Linked DNA regions of Mus musculus: all the other regions are linked to region 3. The links are chromatin contacts, called in public Hi-C maps. All regions are on one chromosome and are shown on one strand. Each heading gives the region's core, a stretch centred on a gene start, on an enhancer-like site or on the middle of the called end of the contact. The rest is flanking DNA. Distances are from core to core; before and after follow the strand shown. Region 1 has its middle 52 kb from the start of Gm34297. Region 2 overlaps Gm34346 (a long non-coding RNA gene). Region 3 has its middle 87 kb from the start of Gm40750.

The links. Hi-C and Micro-C count contacts between places; a contact is called where the count stands out from the background.
Region 1: a Hi-C map of uterus shows a contact between it and region 3, with 5 times the contacts expected there. The contact joins two enhancer-like sites. A contact is called at or near these places in 8 of 484 Hi-C or Micro-C datasets (the G1E-ER4 cell line, Sertoli cells, Th2 cells and 4 more) and 1 of 115 datasets of contacts at active chromatin or transcription factors (bone marrow-derived macrophages).
Region 2: a Hi-C map of the G1E-ER4 cell line shows a contact between it and region 3, with 2.2 times the contacts expected there. The contact joins two enhancer-like sites. A contact is called at or near these places in 1 of 15 datasets of contacts at CTCF or cohesin (the G1E-ER4 cell line) and 2 of 484 Hi-C or Micro-C datasets (both in the G1E-ER4 cell line).

What each region holds. Positions count from the first base shown.
Region 1 is chr10:98,484,638-98,487,337 of GRCm38.p6, reverse strand. No RefSeq gene overlaps it. Among named protein-coding and RNA genes, the nearest start is that of Gm34297, 52 kb to the left of the region's middle. Within about 2 kb of position 1,402, at least 31 of the 459 cell types and tissues checked have an H3K27ac peak or open chromatin away from gene starts, as enhancers often do. A contact at or near this core is called in uterus, where this site is marked.
Region 2 is chr10:98,861,257-98,863,956 of GRCm38.p6, reverse strand. The region is part of intron 6 of Gm34346 (a long non-coding RNA gene); the gene reads left to right. Among named protein-coding and RNA genes, the nearest start is that of Gm34346, 20 kb to the left of the region's middle. Within about 2 kb of position 1,251, at least 7 of the 459 cell types and tissues checked have an H3K27ac peak or open chromatin away from gene starts, as enhancers often do. A contact at or near this core is called in the G1E-ER4 cell line, where this site is marked.
Region 3 is chr10:98,719,215-98,721,914 of GRCm38.p6, reverse strand. No RefSeq gene overlaps it. Among named protein-coding and RNA genes, the nearest start is that of Gm40750, 87 kb to the left of the region's middle. Within about 2 kb of position 1,339, at least 13 of the 459 cell types and tissues checked have an H3K27ac peak or open chromatin away from gene starts, as enhancers often do. A contact at or near this core is called in the G1E-ER4 cell line and uterus, where this site is marked.

The DNA.
Region 1 (2,700 bases), core at 153-2,652, 230 kb after region 3:
CCAGGCTGGCGCAAACAAGCACCATGATGTTGCCTATTTTACCTGCGATTTACATATAATCCTCTGCCAAAGTGAGTTGTATGTGGTACCATGTGTTTGTGCAGGGTTGACTAGCTTAACATTCTCCCTCATCTAAGTGATGACTTAGAATCCATTTCCATTATCAGAGCAAGAAAGTATGTCCAGTGAGACCCTATTCTGGACACACAATGGATAAGACACAATATGCAGTAAATTCATTATTAAAATATGTCTTAAATATCAGAAGAGTATTTAGGAAATCTATGGAGGCAGCTGCCTGGCTTGTCCAGAGGCCATTTCTGCATCGCATGCCAAGTGTACAATGACAGACGTCATGACAGGAGTTTGACACAGGAGTTTGACTCAGGATTTGACTCAGCTGGTTTATATACCCCCTTTGCCTTCACAGATCTTTCTCCCTCAACATTTAACTGTTATTTTTTAAGAGGAAAATCTGAGCCAGTAACCAGGACACCGGAGGAGAGTCAAGGTTGGGCAAACGCGCTCTGTTATTAGCCACCAGCAAAAATGGTATTTTTAAACAAAAGCAATTTTTTAAGTTTCGATTAAGGGACTCAAAAGGATTTTCTAAAATGAATCCTGCTCTGAAGCAGTTCTTCTTCTCCTGCGACTTCACGTCGTTTGGACAAGCCGGTGCTTCGAAATGGTTCTTTTCCTGCTGACGTCACCGCATGGCTGCTTCTTCCTAGCAAGACTTAACTGAGGGTGCCCAGCCCAGGAGCTGCTTACCCTGAAGTGGCAGTGATTTTTTTTTTTCAAAAACAATAAAGCTATCTACACTCAGTCTCTCTTGATTATACTGCAGGAACAACCTGTGTAGGGAAACAATATCCTGGATCCTGCTGAAGGCTCACACAGATGGAACATCAGTGGGAGGAGCTGCCAGCGACTTCCCTGCCAACTTGTTAGTGCTGGAGACATTATCCTCTTGTTTTGCCAGTTTAATAGAGGATCAGTCGTAAAAATTCTCTGTGGGCTCAGCAACATAATTATTATCTATGGTCTCTGCATTAACTGTGAGGAAACATCGTGGTCTGAGTCTGCCTCATTTTAAATGCCGAGCTGTGCCCACATTTATCCCACAACCAACCTGAAAAATGCAACATCCCCTGAGCACAGCTATGCCTGTCATCATGGCGGATGCTAAGTATGTGCTTGCCTATGTCCTGCCGTTTAACAGTCAGTGCGCTCCTGCGGTGCTTGCCTCCTTTCCCCTGACCTTTTCCGACATCAGTGCCCTTGCGATTGAAAATTATTAAGCAGGGAAAAAAAAAATCTGTGTCACATTTAGTTCTGGTACTCAGTCCAGAAGAGCCAAGCCCCTGCAAATTTGGAAAACAAACTCCTTAACAGATGGGCCGCATAAAGTTTACAACATGTGCGGTGTGGGAGGTAGTATGACTCTAGGCGAGAAACAGAAGACTAGAAATTTGGGAGCGCAGAGTTTTTGAATTTGCTCTTGTTTCCTTTGGTTCTAGCAGATCACATAAGCTTATGCCCTTCAGTTCTCTCACATTACCTGATACCTTAACCTTATAAGCAAGTGAGTAATAAGAAATCAGGAAACGTTGTTTTTCTTAATAGGAAGCAGGAGCACATTGCTTCTTGTTATTGCCAGGACTGTGCACAACTGGTATCAATCTGCTAATAAAAACGGGGCTGCAGGATTTAGAAAAATCCCGTGTTGCAATTTTAAATTTGAAAAAACAGTTCTCTTTCACAGAGAACAGGTGTCTTTGGTCTATAAACGGCAAATATTAAGGCACCACAGAAAAGAAGTTGACCTGTCTTGAAAGAAAAGAATCATTGAAAAATTGTTGGTTGATGACTTCCAAATAGGCATGGCAGCATGTCTTGCAAGTGATCTCTGGAAGCTAAAGGTGTTAGAAATCATTTGAACTAAAGTGGTGTGATATGAACTTGATTATTGTGTGACAGGCAAGGGTGCTGAAACATGGATGGTCTTTGGTATTATTCCGGGTTATTTATTTAAGGACACAAATGTCTCAGCCACACCACAGGCCTACTGATTGGAAACAATGACAAGCAAACCTAGGGACTCTGTGCTTTGCAAAGTCCTTAAGCTGATACCAATGGCTAATCACAGTTGGTCTCTGTCATAATTTCTAAAACTATGTGAAGCAACAACAACAATTTGGTCATATAGATTATGACTGAAATTCCAAAGCCAAAGACAGAAATACAGGTGTTATCTTTTAAGAAGACATGAGAGGATGGGAGACAGAAAGTGTAAGGTCGGGAAGAGGGGTCCATGGTTCAGTCACAAGAAGGCCGGACAGGAAGCAATTGAGAGGAAAAGGCCTTCTGAAGGTGAGCAGGAGAGAAATTCAGAAGTGAAGGTTTGCAGATAGCGGCAAGGACAGTGTGGGTGCTTCCCTGCTGAACTGGTCTCAAAATTTGCTTTTAGTTTGACACTGCCTCCATTCAGTCAGAGAACATGTGATAGTTTGAATGAGATTATCCTCCATTGGGACATTTATTTGAAAGCTTGGTTCCTAATGGGGAGAACTGCTTGGAAAGGATTGGAAGGTGTGGCGTTGTTGAAGGAGGTGTGTCACTGGGGTGTTCTTTGAGGTTACAAAGCCCATGGTATTCCTAGGTAGTTCTCTGGCTCTTTCTCTGATTCATGTTTATGGA
Region 2 (2,700 bases), core at 2-2,501, 140 kb before region 3:
CAGTTGGTCCTTTTCCTGTGTCGTCTATGTTATTTAGAGACAAGAACTCCCTCTGGCAGAATGCTACCTTTTCAGGAGACCTAGGTTTGGGTCTTACCTACCCAATGTTATTCTTCTTGGAGCCCTGCTTCCACCTACACTGCCAAATCCTTTATTGTTGATGATTACAGTAGGGCTCATCAGAACAATGGGATGAGAGATGCAAAGGCCTCACATACCTAATAAAGGATTTCTTTATAAATCCTTCATATATATGCATATATGTCTATATGAGAGTGTTGGATCCCCTGAAGCTGGAGTTATAGACACTTATGAGCTGACATGTGGATGCTGGGAATTGAACCCATGTCCTCTGGAAGAGCAGCCAGTGCTCTTAACCACTGATTCATCGCTTCAGCCCTTGTAGAGGAGTCTACAAACTACAGTTCTATTCAGAGAACGTCTGACCTTGTTCCTATACGCTTCCTAACCACTGTCACTTCCTAACCTTTAATGACGCCAAATACGTACAAGCGTTGTTCCTTCGAGCTAGTAAAATTATTTGAAAAGGATGCTAACTGTGCACAGCTCAATCATTCCTCTGCCTTCAATTTAAAACAACAACAACAACAACAACAACAACAAAAACCTGCCTTGAGTTAGTAAGTAGTATGCTTTTAGTAAAAAGGATGTGACTTTATGAAGAACAGCAGTTTCACTCGTGTGTACTCCCAAATACACACATAGGCACAGTTCTAGAAGTGTGACTTCCTACTTAGCTTTGCTCTCGTACTCATAGCTTGGATTCCCGGGAAGACACATCTCTTGCATTTAACACATACTGGCTGCCATGTACCAAACAGTCTTTCTTTTTAGTTTTTTACCATCACTCCAACTGTGTGTGGTTTCTCAATGGTCCCCCAGGCCAAATATCTTGCGGGACACAAAGATCTCTATCATTTTATCATCTGCTTTGTCTTCTGGCATCTGTTACTGTGCACGGTGAGATATTCTTTCCCCACCCACCCCAGGATGGTTAATATCTTACGACCCCCCAGGTAGATGCATGACTGCTAATCTTATCTACAAGGGCCACAAACGGGGCCCAGGCCTTTCTCACTGGCTTCTGTGCATTTTAAAAACACCCAAGAGACTAGTTTAAATTTTAGCTGTTTGGAGAAAGATTTTCTTTGTCACCAAGAAGAGGAATCAAAGGACCTTTCTTATCTTCTGTCATGAGGGTTATGTTGTCTTTTCTTGTCCTTAGGGCAACTACATGCTATTTATTATCTGCCTCCTTTCAAGACTGTACTATATTTCCGGCATATTTTGCCACAGTCAAAAATCCAAGATCTTGGGTCCCAGCCCTATAATTTACTAGCTCTAACTGTAGGCAAATTATTTTGAAGTGTTTCTGTTGTTAAGCTCTAAAAATGAGGACAATAATACTGTCCCTATCTTCCCTGCCACAGGGATAATTTATGACCAATGAAATAGCATTGATGAAAATTGTTTCACAAGCCAATCGTCTTGGCACATGACTTGTAATCCCAGCACTTAGGAATCAGAGGTAGGAAGACAGTGAGTTCAAGGCCACCCAGTAAGACCCCATGTCAAAGCAAAGCAAAGCAAAGCAAAGCAAAGCAAAGCAAAGCAAAGCAAAGCAAAGCAAAGCAAAGCAAAACAAAACAAAACAAAACAAAAGCTAGGCCTTTTGATCTCCTGAAGTGTTAGCACCGTGAGAAGGAGGGTTTACTATCAATTGCATATACTTGAATTAAAGTAATACTAGACCAGGCATGGTGGTGCACGCCTTTAATCCCAGCACTTGGGAGGCAGAGGCAGGCAAATTTCTGAGTTCGAGGCCAGCTTGGTCTACAGAGTGAGTTCCAGGGCAGCCAGGCCTATACAGAGAAACTCTGTCATGAAAAACCAAAAAATAAAATAAAATAAAGTAACACTAGTTGATGTCTTCAGTGCACAAGCAATATACACACTATTATAGTCCTGACACTGAGTTTATTTTTTGTTGCAGAGATAGAAAGGAGTGACTACTAGCTATTATTAAACATTTGCAGAAGCATTCATAACAACGTAGTTTCCTTCCACTTGCTTTGTGTTGTGAGTAGACATTCAGGTTCCTGGTACTCTAAGAACGAGGCTGCTTGTTCGGATTGCAGTTGACAGCCTGGGCTCCTCTCACTTCTTGTGCACCAGCTGTTGGAGGGAAGGTGTAAGGAGATTCGTCTCCACTCTGATGATTCAATCTTCCCTGACTCTCACCTCTTTTCTTTGCATGACACAGTTCTTTGACAACGAATCATCGAGGACTCAAGATCTTTATTCTGTGTTCGCACCCAGGCTCTACGGGGGCCAGAGGAAATCCTACTAGAAGTTTCCGATGGCATCTCAGCCTTTGATCATGCCACAGAAACTTTAAGTTTTAGACGAGTGATTTGATAGCAAGGACTTTAAAGTCTCAGTAAGAGACATGGAGCACAGTTGAAAACTATCACAAAGTCTGCTATTAGGGCAGAATATCATCCTTTGAGGCATGAGGCAGTGAAGAGTTTGAATGCTAAATAAAGATGTTGCAATTCAAATCAAGAAGAATAATGTATATTTAAAATGCTGTCAAACATGCTGTGAACTTTATTAGGCTGTAGATCTTGAGGAACTAGTGAAAAAATGTAAGGCCTAGATTTTAGAGAGGTACCATGC
Region 3 (2,700 bases), core at 90-2,589:
TTTCCTGACTAGTATGATGAACTAAAAGAAGTATTTCTAACGCTCTGGTCTAAGGCCTGCTCTATGGCATGTGTACCTAAGAATGTTGTTAGGATGTTTATATGTGCTTCTGTGTGGAGTAAAAATAAATAAATAAATAAAAGGGAATGCATATATAAAATGAATAAGACTTCTCTTAGAATTCCCCAAACATCTCAAATAGCATAGATAATCTGCCACTAAAACCTGCCCTTCTTGCCCCCTTTACCTTACATCAATTTCTTTCTCCCCTCCCCTCCTTGCTGTTGCCAGAGTCCACAGAGCTTTGCATCAACAGTCTTCTCCTTCATTATACTATTTGCAGATGGCTCCTAACTTCAGCGGGTATTTGGCCACTTTCCTCTTTTCCATAAGCGATGTGGGAAACCAGAAAGGTCTTTCTGAATCAGGAAAGCTCAGCTTCAGATACCTTAGTGTTTTTCTTTTGGCCATAGGGGGGAAAATTCAAATGACCACATTGGATTTCCCCTCACTCCACTTTCCATCTTAAGGCTTAGGCAAGGCTTTGCACATTTCAGGCAAATGCTTGGCCAGTGAGCTCTATGCCAGCCCATTCTGGATTGCTTTAAAGACACCCCGCCCCATTCCCTTTTAAACAACCTGATGATTCCAGATTCATTCTCTTTCCACTCTCCTTTCCCATTTAAACCAAAGTATATTCCTGAAGCTTGAGATTCTATCTTCAAAGGGAGCCACGTCCTCCAAAAGTATCTTTGTCTATCTGTCTTCTGCTTTTGAGAGCACTTTTCACCCTTTCCATATTTCCAGCAGAAGTCAAGTGTCCTCATAGCACAGCCCTCACCAGTGGTGATTGCGTAGAGGTGTACTCATATAGAGACAGCATTGATGTCAATGGTCTTATTCGAAGAAGTCACTTGGCACTTGGGTTTTTACAGATACATTTGTTCCCACTGTTTCTGCTCTGTATGACAACTACAAAGGACAAAGTCGGTTTTTATTTTTCTTAAGAGACACATTTCTGCATTCTGAAGCTATTTAAAACAGCACAGCCACACACTATCATTTATTTGACACTGACCATTTTTTTTTCTTCTTATCAATCTTAAACTCGGAAAGAATTACTGAGGTCTCATATCCCTTGATCTGACACTTTAAGAATTAGGAACAGCCACAGTCTACAGCCGAGAGATAAGATGTAGATAAAAAGAACCATTAAGTCACAATGGCATTAGGAAAAAAAGGTCTTGTGTTGAATTCAATTTGGCTGCAGTTCAGAGTGTCCAGTGAAGTGGGAGGTAGAAGGCTGTAAAGAGTTTTTTAGTACCCTGGAACTCAGCCTTTGTTCCTTGGAGCAGCAACTGAGGAATCTCATCACCAAAGATTAGGGAATTAGTTACCCTCTCTCCTCTGCTTCATGAACTTTCTGCGGTTTCAGAGAGGCTGCCTATCTCGTGGTTGGGAGTGTACCCTATCTCTCTCCCTGTGTTGTAACATCCACATTGTGTACCTCATTTCATTTCTTTCTCTGAACTTATCCAGGGTATTAGGGAGAAATGTGAGAATCATGTGTGTAAGTGCGCCCCAACCTGGCCCCTTTCAACTGCAAACATTAAACACAATCTAAACTGTATTGATTTGACTTGAAGACCAGAAAGTCAAACAGGTAATTTAAGAGGCACCTGTAACAGTCATTGGCCTTAGTCATTTAAGAAGTATCTAGTTGTCTTGTCTGTGCAAGTGTCAAGATTCACTAGAAGTAATTGACTGGATTCTTGGTTTAGCTATTACACTTGAATGTAGAGATAATGTTGAAAATCACAAAAAACTTAGTACCCGATAAAGCAAAAATGGCTGATAGTACTGAAAGACACACAGAGCTATTGATAAGCTTGGACAGAAATAGCTCCAATTTTCAGGCTGCTATAGTCATTTTGATTAGCTTTATTAATTGTTAATGGGAGATAGTTATAGAAATTTGTATCTTAGTTCAGGAGTCCCAACACAAGACATGGTTGCTAAAACAAATCACATACAGGAATGTTTGGAGTGGGGTGTAGTTTAGTAATGGCAAACTGCATTACCTATAGATATATATAAACTAACACTTTCTATATATAGTAACGTGTGTGCTGGGCTATTGTGGGTAGGGCAAAAATCTGTGGTATGCTGCCTTAGAAAGGTATACGGCTCAGCAGTAGTACAGTTGGATCATATGATACGTCTACCTTTAATTAAAAAAATAAAACCTGATGGCTGAATTCTAAAATGGTTGTACCACTTTACATCTCGGTTTCTCCTTTCACCACATCGGCACTGACATTTGTTGCCATGTTTTTCTTAATGATATCACTAGCCGAGATCAGATGGGATCTCAATGAAGTTTTAACTTACATTTCCCTGATGGCTTAGGGATGTTGAGCACCTATTCAAATATTCATTGGGAATTGTATCTCTCCCTTTGAGAGCCTTGTAGTCAGCTCATTAGCATTTAGATTTTAATATTCTGTTTCGATTTTAGATATTAATCCCACATTGGATGTGTAGTCTCCCCATTCTGTAATCCCCCACCCCCCACCCGACACCCCTGTTCTGTCAACTGTCTTTCTAGTTTGTTGACTATTTTTTGGCTATCCAGAAGCTTTGGAATTTCACTCAATCCTGTTTGTTTTTTGAGGTTATTTCCTATACTACTGGAGTCTG